Linked DNA regions of Danio rerio: all the other regions are linked to region 1. Evidence: chromatin contacts called from public HiCAR-type data. All regions are on one chromosome and are shown on one strand. Each heading gives the region's core, a stretch centred on a gene start, on an enhancer-like site or on the middle of the called end of the contact. The rest is flanking DNA. Distances are from core to core; before and after follow the strand shown. Region 1 holds the start of timm17a (translocase of inner mitochondrial membrane 17 homolog A (yeast)). Region 2 holds the start of phf20a (PHD finger protein 20, a). Region 3 holds the start of ndrg3a (ndrg family member 3a).

Evidence for each region. HiCAR-type assays count read pairs that join an accessible place to other places.
Region 2: a HiCAR-type map of caudal fin shows a contact between it and region 1, with 4 times the contacts expected there. The contact joins the promoter of phf20a here to the promoter of timm17a in region 1. A contact is called at or near these places in 8 of 18 Hi-C or Micro-C datasets (caudal fin, embryo, fibroblasts and 3 more) and 3 of 4 datasets of contacts at active chromatin or transcription factors (caudal fin, embryo and gastrula embryo).
Region 3: a HiCAR-type map of caudal fin shows a contact between it and region 1, with 3 times the contacts expected there. The contact joins the promoter of ndrg3a here to the promoter of timm17a in region 1. A contact is called at or near these places in 2 of 4 datasets of contacts at active chromatin or transcription factors (caudal fin and embryo).

What each region holds. Positions count from the first base shown.
Region 1 is chr11:26,973,738-26,977,546 of GRCz12tu, forward strand. It overlaps timm17a (translocase of inner mitochondrial membrane 17 homolog A (yeast)), which reads left to right and starts at 1,482. Exons shown (of 6, transcript NM_198367.1): 1 at 1,482-1,511; 2 at 3,093-3,192; 3 at 3,313-3,376. The coding sequence starts at 1,486.
Region 2 is chr11:27,113,737-27,117,550 of GRCz12tu, forward strand. It overlaps phf20a (PHD finger protein 20, a), which reads left to right and starts at 2,303. Exons shown (of 17, transcript XM_073916760.1): 1 at 2,303-2,440. arhgap46a (Rho GTPase activating protein 46a) reads left to right here. Exons shown (of 10, transcript NM_001007295.1): 10 at 1-11.
Region 3 is chr11:27,134,885-27,138,353 of GRCz12tu, forward strand. It overlaps ndrg3a (ndrg family member 3a), which reads left to right and starts at 1,597. Exons shown (of 16, transcript NM_199517.1): 1 at 1,597-1,698. phf20a (PHD finger protein 20, a) reads left to right here. Exons shown (of 17, transcript XM_073916760.1): 17 at 1-645.

The DNA.
Region 1 (3,809 bases), core at 232-2,731:
TAGGAAACATGCCTATTCTATAAATGTTTTGTTTCCTGTAGTTAGTTAGTTCTATATATTTCCTATTAGTGTTGTCGCAATACCACTAGTTCACATTACAATACTTTACCAGCTTAAGTATTGTAATACCAAGTAGTATTGCGATACTGTAATTCATAACTCAAATTTATGAAATAAAGAAAATGATCAGAAAAGCTATTTTATAAGTTATAACAGGCCTACTTGAATTGAATTCATAATTCTCTTATTATTCTAAAATGTATTTGCACATCAATATAATACATTAAAATAAAGATACAAATTATACCGAACAGAATTTATTACAAAAAGAGCAAATTAGGCAATAAAAAGAGGTCAAAAATGGTTTCGATGTTTCCTGTTGCTCTTTTTGTTTTTCATCTATTGTTTTTTATTTTTATTTTTTCCTTATCAGGTAAGAATCCAAAGTAGGCCTAATTATAATTTTTACTTTGTGAGTCGTTGTTTTTAAGAGATTGTTGTGTTTGTTGTAGCTACTAAATCATATTGACAGGAACAGAAATGAACTGATTCAGATGTGCGTTTAAACTGAAGTGTCAAAAATCGTAAAACCATAAAAACCATAAAAGGTGCAAATTTTACACAGTTTTGCAACCTTTGACTGCTTTATTCTAATAAAATGGACTATTGTTGCACAAACTTGTGAGCAATTTAGTGACTTTTCCACACACATTATTTATTGTAGATAGACCATTAATGACGATACTACCATATACAAACTACAGTGGTATTGCCAGTATTTTGGAGCCATAGTGTCACGATACTACCATAGTACCGGTAAATGGTGCAACCATCCTATATAGCCTAGCCAACAGTTATGACAGTGTTTCTTATTAAAGCTATTATTTCAAAACATTAATTATGAAATAAATAAATAAAAACTATTTCATATTATGATTTTAAATTTGTACTTACCATCAGAATGGTTTCAAGGTAAAAAAATAAAATAATGCTACATTATGATTATGTGTTGGCAGTTAAAAACATTTATTAGAAATTTCGAAATGTTATTAAAAAAACACCATCAGTTACATTACTTTCAAAAAGCACTTAAATTAATTAGGTACAACTTTAAATATTGTAACTTGTGATCTTTCTTAAAACTTTAAACCATGAGCAAAAGATCACAAAGATCTCTTTTTTCACCTTTGTTGTTCATAGTGAAAAGAGGAGTCCTCGTAAACTAGAATACTCCCAAGTCTCAGCTGCCGGCAAACGAATGACAACGTCGCGCACCTCTGATGATATATGATAATGATAATATATAATTGAGTCACATTTTGTGACTTTGAATGGTTTGTTGGTTTGTAAAACTTCCTCCACTAGAGGGGCGTCTTTGCAATGTTCACACAGAAAGAACCAGCAGAAAACGCACGAGGAACCTTACGTCACTTGCAGCAACAGCACGTGCTTGGTTACGTCAGTTGTGAACGGGAAAAGAACAAAATGGAGGAGTACGCGAGGGAGCCATGGTGAGCCGACAGCCTCAAACCTATTATTTTATACGTTCAGTGAATGTATATGGTTTTATTTCTCTAACGGTCATACTGTAGTATGTTATTTCTACGCTGTAATTAATTGTCAGGGTGTCTGACGCTCGCAATATTGTGATATGGTGGTTTTGATGGAGGTTTTTTAACACGATGCCCTTCAGTGAAGGCTTCGTGCTGTCAGTGCCGCACATGACCTTGTTCTACCGGCTTTAGAGATCACTAGATTTTGTTTTTGTATAATGTCTTCCAGAAATGTCTGTTGTGTAAATTCGTCGACTGTTAAACGCAGAATATAGATTACAATATACGTTACAGTTATGCTTGCTGGTTTCTGCAAATCACCTGGGTAGCCTTACGGTAAATAACTATGTAGTTATGAAGTAACTATGTAGAATGTAATAACCTTGTTTGGTCCTATTGATCACTGTTGGTTTTATCAGATATGCAATAGGCAAACTATTTTAACAAACTTGTTTTTACTACGAATAATACCAAAAGACGTGTTTTTGTAACGTTGTTTTATCCATGACATAACCACACATTACCCTATGTTAACTACAAAAAAGTTTCTTATTTAGTGAAAACCATAGTAAATGAGGGTGGACGTATAAAGTAAACACTAATGAAATGTCTTATTTATAAAAAAAAAAAAAACTGTTTTTTAAATAATTTCCTGTTATTCAAGCAAATTTGTATTGATAATATTTGTATAATAAATATTTACTGCAAATACCAAGGCTAAGATATGGTTAATGTAGCAAAACTATAGTTATTTCACAGTTAGCATGGTTTATCTACAGAAATCATGTGTTATGCATTTTATTTGTACCACAACCATATAGACGTAAAGTCATTTTTATATTCTCACATTCGTTCAGTGACAACTTGTGACACACTCCCAATGTTGTTTACCATGCCACTTTAAATATTCGGTCTGAAATAAACTGCAGGTATGACTTGAAAACAACATTAACACTGTTTATTTGACTGTTGAAAATGTTGTACTTTGATAGTCATTGGCTGCTAATTAGGCATGGGACGATAACCCTTTTCAAAATATACTACGGTTTGGAAAAGTCAAGGCCAAAATTTACTATAATACCGTTCCTAACGTGTGTGTAAGAGTTTTTATTGACCTTTTGTTTTTTTTAGGAAAACAGTATCTCCAGCAGAAAACCTATCCAAAGATGCAGTTTTTAAAACAAATGAAGACAGTAGAAGTCAATGATTGATTTGAATTATTTAGCCTGACATGTTTACTGCTCCAAAATATTTTAAATCTTTCACAAAATTATATATTGCGTTTAAGGGGGAAAAAGTTTTTGTTTTTCACCCATACATTTAAAAAGAACATATTTTAGAGCAGCGATCACAATCATATTATGAAGGGGAAAGTCTGAATTTGCGAATATAAAACCAACTTTACCTCTATCACAACCATAATACATTTTCATTGGTGATGCGTTTATCATGCTATTTTACTGTTTTGTAAGAACTGCAAGAGTTGTTAGTTGGAAAGATGAACACTACATGTCATGACATCTCTCTGTTGTTTGTCAGTCCCTGGAGGATAGTGGATGACTGTGGGGGCGCCTTCACCATGGGGGCCATCGGTGGAGGGATCTTTCAGGCAGTTAAAGGCTTTAGAAACTCTCCTTCTGTGAGTCATGTTTGATGCTGCTACTAAAGCAATGCTGTTTAACTAAATGATTAGTGCTTGGTTGTACGTTATTGTCCCTGGCGTTAAGGTGAATGTTGTTTTTGTTTTTCATCTTTTTAGGGAATGAATCACAGAATGAAGGGTAGCTTGACAGCCATAAGAACCAGAGCTCCACAACTAGGAGGTAATGATCTTGTTTAAAGTTATTTGTCACATGAGTGATGCAATACTTTTCATAAGGTTTGGGTTTTTTATTTTGTATTGTATTGTTGATTAGCTGATTTAACTATTTGTGTTTGTGTATATTACACAAGTTTGAAAAGGTTTTATTAAAAACACGTTTCATATTAATTTGTTTATTTGCCATCAGCTTTTTAAACTGTGACCAAATTAATATCATAAGATCTGTGAAAATGACTGGAGAAAAAGCAAAGCATTAATTCTTTTAAAAGTTTAATTCACACAAAAACAGGATCAAATAAGATTCAAATAAATAATCTAAAAGGGATCTAAAATAAATATATAAATAAACATTTGATCATTTAATATTTTCTTTAAAATTAATATTAGAAAGTTTTAAATAAATTAAAATAAATTAGTAAATACAGTACATGTAT
Region 2 (3,814 bases), core at 1,053-3,552, 140 kb after region 1:
ACAAAGAATTGGTTTATTTGGTCTTTTCATACTTTCATAAGTGACTACTTTTTTTTTTACCTACACTCATCGGCCACTTTATTAGGTACAGCTGTCCAGCTGCTAGTTAACGGAAATTTCTAATCAGCCAATCACATGGCAGCAACTCAATGCATTTATGCATGTGGACAAGGTCAGGATGATCTGCAGTTCAAACCGAGCATCAGAATGGGGAAGAAAGATGATTTAAGTGACTTTGAACGTGGCATGATTGTTGGTGCCAGATGGGCTGGTCTGAGCATTTCAGAAACTGCTGATCTACTGGGATTTTCATGCACAACCATCTCTAGGGTTTACAGAGACTGATAAAAAGAAAACAGTAACTCAACAACTCGTTACAACCGAAGTATGTAGAAGAGCATCTCTGTACGCACAACACGTCGAACCTTAAGGCGGATGGACTACAGCAGCAGAAGACCACACCGGGTGCCACTCCTGTCAGCTAGAACAGGAAGATGAGGCTACAATTGGCACAGGCTCACCAAAACTGGACAATAGAAGATTTGAGAAAAGATTTCATCAACAATATGAATGCATGCATCCATCCTGTCTTGTATCAATGGTTCAGGCTGCTGCTGGTGGTGTAATGGTGTGGGGGATATTTTCTTGGCACACTTTGGGTCCATTAGTACCAATTGAGCATTGTGTCATTGCCACAGCCTACCTAAACTATTGTTGCTGACCAAGTCCATCCCTTTATGACCAAAGTGAACTCCTCTTTTGATGGCTACTTCCAGCAGGATAACGCGCCTTGTCATAAAGTGTGAATCATCTCAGACTGGTTTCTTGGACATGACAATGAGTTCACTTGGCCTACTCAAATGACCTCCACAGTCACCAGATCCCAATCCAATAAAGCACCTTTGGGATGTGTTGGAACTGGATTTCCGCATCATGGATGTGCAGCTGACAAATCTGCAGCAACTGTGTGATGTTGACATGTGAACATGGACCAAAATCTCGGAGGAATATTTCCAGTACCTTGTTGAATCAATGCCATAAAGGATTAAGGCAGTTCTAAAGGCTCCAACCCTCTACTGGTAAGGTGTACCTAATAAAGTGGCCGGTGATAGTATTTTACATTGTAAAAATTAATACATGCGGTACAGTTTAACTGGGTAGGCTAAATTGTCCATAGTGTATGACTGTGTTTGTGAATGAATGTGTGTGGATGTTTCCCAGAGATGGGTTGTGGCTGGAAGGGCATTCGATATGTAAAAACGTGCTGGATAAGTTGGCGGTTCATTCAGCTGTGGCGACCCCAGATTAATAAAGTGACTAAACCGACAAGAAAATGAATAAAATGAATGTCAATGGTTTTTAATGTTCACCAATTCTGCATTTACATTTAATTATCTTATGCAGTGGTTCCCAAACTGTGGGACGTGTACCACTAATGGTACACAGAGATCAAATGAAATGTGTCATATGAAAATGCTACATATATTTGAAAATTTATAAAAAATTATTTATACATGAATATGACATATGACATATGACAATATATTTTTTTATTAAAATATTGATGTCTTTAGTTTTTAGTTTGCTTGTTTTTTTTTACATATAAGCAAAGCAGTGTTAATGTTCAGAGTCAGGCTATTTATATTGTTTAAAGTGGCTGACAATAATCAATATTCTTAATAATATAAATTAATCTGCCACGTTTTAGAGTAGTGCAGAGCTGTAGCTGCTTTACTGGGCTTACTATGCTACTGTATTTCAATGCTGCTCATTATGGTGGTACTTAGAGACAGTTTTGTTTCTGAGGTGGTACTTGATAAAAAGTTTGAGGACAACTGATCTGATAGAAGTACTCAAAGTAACAATAGAAGTATGTAAATAATATGACAAATCCTACCTTGTTTAATGCATCATAAAAATGTAAATAGAGGGAGTGAGATGGGTTTATTTCAAAATTTGCTATTAAAAATATATATACATATATTTTCCCCAAGTGTTCAGCATCAAATAACCCTTGAGAAATCTAATATAGCTGTTTGCAGTTCAAGAAATATTTCTTCTTATTATAAATGTTGCAATATTTCTGAAAATCGTGATCTATTTGTTTTGTGTGTATATTAAATGTAAACATGTTAATAAAAGTATTAAGGTATCTAAGTGGTTTTGATCAATTTAAAAATGTGAATTCCTTTATGGCGTTAATGTTTAGTGGCACTAAAAGACTGAAGGGTAGCAGAGCATCACTAGACGTATTTATACAGTCGCCAAGTCGTCCGCGCTGCCGCGCATGCGCAGATGTGGTATTGTTCATACCGGTAGTCTGTGGAACACATTGGAAAATAAGTGCGCGCATCTCGCGCCCAACGTGCTTACAATAAAAGACGCTTTGATACATTAACAACGGGCGTTTATAGTTACAAAAAGACGGATATCACCACAGGTAACATATTTATTTAGCATTTTGCAATACTGTTTACGCTGTGCCAAGACTTTGCTCGAGTACGGAGTCTGTAAAGATGCTGTTTTACAAAATTGAATCTCTAATTTCGAGTTTAAAGGAACGAAATATCATGAATATCAGAACATGTGCACTGCTAGACTGATGTTGTGATTTACAGCTTGTATTTGTGGGAGTGGCGATGTTCTCGCCCATTACTATCCATGACATTATTCTTATGGAGGGTGTGGATCAGTCAGGAAGTTCCCGTCTGCTCGTGTTTTCGCCGAGATGAAAAAGATCCGTTCCAAAATGTCGTGAATGATGTGCTTTTGTCTGCTTTTGCATATAGACGGACAGAAGTGTTTAATGTAGGAATAACAGGCAAACATTTAGTGGAGTATTGGAATATCTGGCATCTCTATTGTTTCCATTGTCACCGTCAGGCACTTATGTATAGGGGCCCCTGATGAAATCACAGTTGATCACTCTCACTTACACGGTTACTCTTAACGGGTTCATTTAATAGCGTTGTTATGCAAAATGTCGCGATTACATGTATTCATTTGTTTAATAGGTACATTTTTGATATGGCTATTCGATTAAAGCAATCTTTACATTCTGTTCATACAAGGCAGAATCTAAACTTATACATTAAAGTTACGTATAAATAAGAGGCTTAGTAAAGTAGGCTGTTGATAATTGATTTAAGTCTGTTGTTCCCTGTGTGTTTATTGGCATGATGCCATGACCTGGATTTTTTGCACCTACAATGTTCACAAGTTAAATACTATAGATCAGTGATCACCCGTCTTTCAGGGAACTCTAGGATAGTTTTTGCTATTTGAGAAATTAGTAAAAAACAATTAATTTGGTTAATATTTGTTTGCTAATAATTAAACATTATAATTATTTTAAATGTAGCAGCCTAAAGTCAAGTAATTGTACAGTATAATGGTATTATTAGCTTTTAATTAAGTTAACCAAGTTAATTTATAAATATAAATTATAAATATAAATATATATATAATATTAAAGCACACAGAATTATAGCAGCATGTACATTTTTTTTTTAATCTTCAGGTTTAGTGGACATTTAGATCTCAGTCTTGGCTGCCCAATATATTGTAAAATGATCTGCAATTATCGCAATATACATATATGATATGCATCAAACATATCATAGACATGTGTGGTAAATTACTGTTTATTAATTCAATAATTATTGTTTATCTAAATTTGACCAATTAGATTGGGGATTACTATCTTTATCCCTGCCTCCTCAGTAGTTGCTGTTCTGCTATTGGTCGGAGTGGCCCAAATGCAAACCTAGAGTTTAAAAAAAAAATACTAATGGTGGGAGTTAATACAATTAGA
Region 3 (3,469 bases), core at 347-2,846, 160 kb after region 1:
ATGCAAAAGGTTATTTAAAGAGACGTGTCTTTTGGCCATTCAGTCTATTCTTTGTAACTCATGAATCTTTTTATGAGGCATTTGCAGTAAATAAGCTTTTTTTCTGGAGGAAAATAAATCTCTTATTTGATTACAAATGTCTTCATTTGCATATTTCTAATGCGTTAAGAACATGAGGTTGAGTAAACATTGTCAGATTTTTCATTCTGAGGTGAGCTTACTTTTTCAATATATTCTCACTTAGTCAAGAAGCAAATCAACTCAACATATACAAGCTAGATTTTGTCCTTAGGAAACGTTACCTATATTCAAACTGAAAGGTTAATCTCAATTGTTTAATCTTAACACCAATTTAGGAAGTCACCATTTGCCATCCACTCTTTAAAACGCTAATTAACCCTTAACCTCCTTGTAACTGGTTGGTTGTGAAGTCAAATGTATGTTTGCTCTATTATATTTAAAAGATAAGCTGCTTAGAATGTTTAAGTGTTTTCTGAATATGGCTTATTTATTTCTGAAAAACTGTGAATATCATAATGACTGTAATCCTAAAATCAGAAACTTTTTTTCCAGAACTTGGAAATACTGAAATTCTCATTTCGAATGCATCTCAGTATTAAAGAGATAGATCACCCAAAATAAAAATTTTGTCATAATTAACTCATCATTCACTTGTTTCAAACCTGTTTGAGTGTTTTTCATCTGTTGAAGGCAATAGACAATATTTTGAAGAATGTTAGAAACTGTTATCCATGCATTGACATCAATAATATGTTTTTTTTTTTTCCTATTTGCAATGGTTACTGGTTTCAAACATTTTTCAGTATATATATATATATATATATATATATATATATATATATATATATATATATATATATATATATATTCATTTTCTTGTTGGCTTAGTCCCTTTATTAATCCGGGGTCGCCACAGCAGAATAAACCGCCAACTTATCCAGCAAGTTTTTTCGCAGCGGATGCCCTTCCAGCCGCAAAAAAAATTATAATTTATATATATATATATATATATATATATATATATATATATATATATATATATATATATATATATTGTGTTCAGAAAAAAAGATTCAAAAGTGGTTTGAAAGCACTTAATGGCAGAGTAAATAATGGTGTTTTAATTTTTATTCACCTATTGAACATTTAAATATTTGCTGTTATCTAATGTTAAAAGTATGTACTCACCTGTATGCGTCTGTCCAAAAACTGAAAGAGTGGAAAACAGCATCCCCCCTTAAATACTGCATCCTAAAGATGGGCTTGTTTTACATGCTGTCAGTCCAACAATTGAAATTAGAGAACGTTATAACAAAAGCATTACATAGTTACATAGCCTACGTATGTGTACCTGCTCTACGGCTTTGCTTTTTTTTCAACGAGAAAAAAAGGTTTATGAAAAAAAAGTTGTAACTCGATAAAGACGCGAGTTCGTCATCGTGATATCATAGATAACCTCACGGGGGCGATAAATCGTGATTGAGGGGGTCTTCCAAACGCGTTGACTGTAATGTGGGGAGCCCTTGAGGCCCCGCCCACCAAGTGACATCAAAACACGGCTGGCAGAGAGACTGCGAGCAGAGAAACGTGCGGACGACGAGCCCTTCGTTCACTTCAACATCTCTGAGGAGGATTTTCCCCTTAACAGATAAAGATATTGCTCTTCAACATTGACCGGTGAGTCAAACACCCCCATTCTTGTAAATAGCTAGTTTGTGAATATGGACAAAACCGACGAGAATTCTGTGATATGATTCAGAGTGATAGTGTTGGTTATCTTCTCTACAGCGATCAATGTAATTCCATTTAAAATGGCTCCGTGTTTTAAAACTGCCCGAAGCCACAATAACGTCGATTTACATCACAACAGCCGCTAAAAAGACATTACAGGATAAATACGTGCCATTTAATAAATTGTAAATCGATTTTTTCTATATATCTCACACATCCGACACTGAGGATGTTTGATGTCTCGCCAAAAATAGAAACTTTGTACCTTATTTGATAAAATGGGTTGAAATTCGCTGTTTTTTCCCGTCTCGTCGTTGCAGATGTTTTATAGTTTTCATAGATGCTTTTTCTCCTGTAGCTGCATCGAACATTCATACAGTCTTTAAAATATTTTCTTTAACAGCATTATATAACGTTACTGCGGTTTAAATGAAACGATGTAATGTTTTCGTAACGTATCTGAATATACATACACTGCTAAATTATTTACGTCTATCTAACTTTGATTTAGGATTGCATCAAGTCCTCTTTCTTAATTGAATCCATATATAATTCCAGTTTTCCTCAATGCATTAGCACTTTTTTACGTGGCGCATGTATATCAAAATCATAGTGTTAATTGACGGATTTCTGGCTTCGATCGTATATGGCAAAACTTCCGGCATGACACAAATGACATTGTCCTCGGTCACCTGCTCAGGGGAAGGTCGCAGGGCTGATGATGTGATCTCCATGTGCTCGCAGGTGTGTTGTTGAGCACACTCAGACAGAGTCCTGGCGAACTACTACAGCAAATACACTGTGTTGACATAACAAACAAACAACACTGACTAACCTGTTGTTATCATCAACAAAGGGCTCTAAATCAAATCCCTCTCTGTCTCTGTGCTGAATTCTGTTTGTCTTGCATACATTGAAAAGTTTGTTATTTTAGGACTCAATGTATGTTTTAATGCGTTGTATTCAAGACAAAACATCTTAAATGTTGAATGAAGGCATGTCATTTTCCATAGAAAACCACTTAATATTTCTTCTTAGTATTAACGTGATGCATTAACAGGCATGTAATTTGGGAAATGTGATGTTTTGTTATATGTAATTATTGGTAATTAATGATATGCCGCTTGTACTCCATAATTGATCATAGAAAGTTATCTGTCTTTAATGCTTATGGAAAGTTAACTCAATAGTTGACATATTTTTTAGTTCTAGACAAAAGCAACAACTAAGGGCCATCTAATGCAGAATTCAGACTTCATGACTTTCAAAGTAGTCGTGTCACAGATGTTTTCACACAGCATGTCTATCTGGGCTAGCGTTTCGTCGCTGTTTTGTTTGCAATGCAAGATGGATTGGCATTAGGGGGTTTCACACTGCATGACTTTAGAATAGGAAGAGTCAGAGACAACTTAATCCAAACTACTGTACATCTCACAATGAAACACACCCGAGAAGTGACATGGACACAATGCAAGGTCATGTATATCTTATATTATTAACTACATAATGAGAAAGAAGCCTTTAGTGTGGTAGAAATTGTACTTATTTTGCTGCCTTAGCTTTGAAGGGAATTAGCAATTACTCCTCAACTTTTTCGACCTGGTTGTGGTATTGCTCAGATGACATGTCAAACAGACACGAGTGCTCCTGCCAAATTTCCTTTAGTTTTTCCTCCATTTCTTGGGTTCAAATAAACTGAAATTGAGTGCTTTTAACT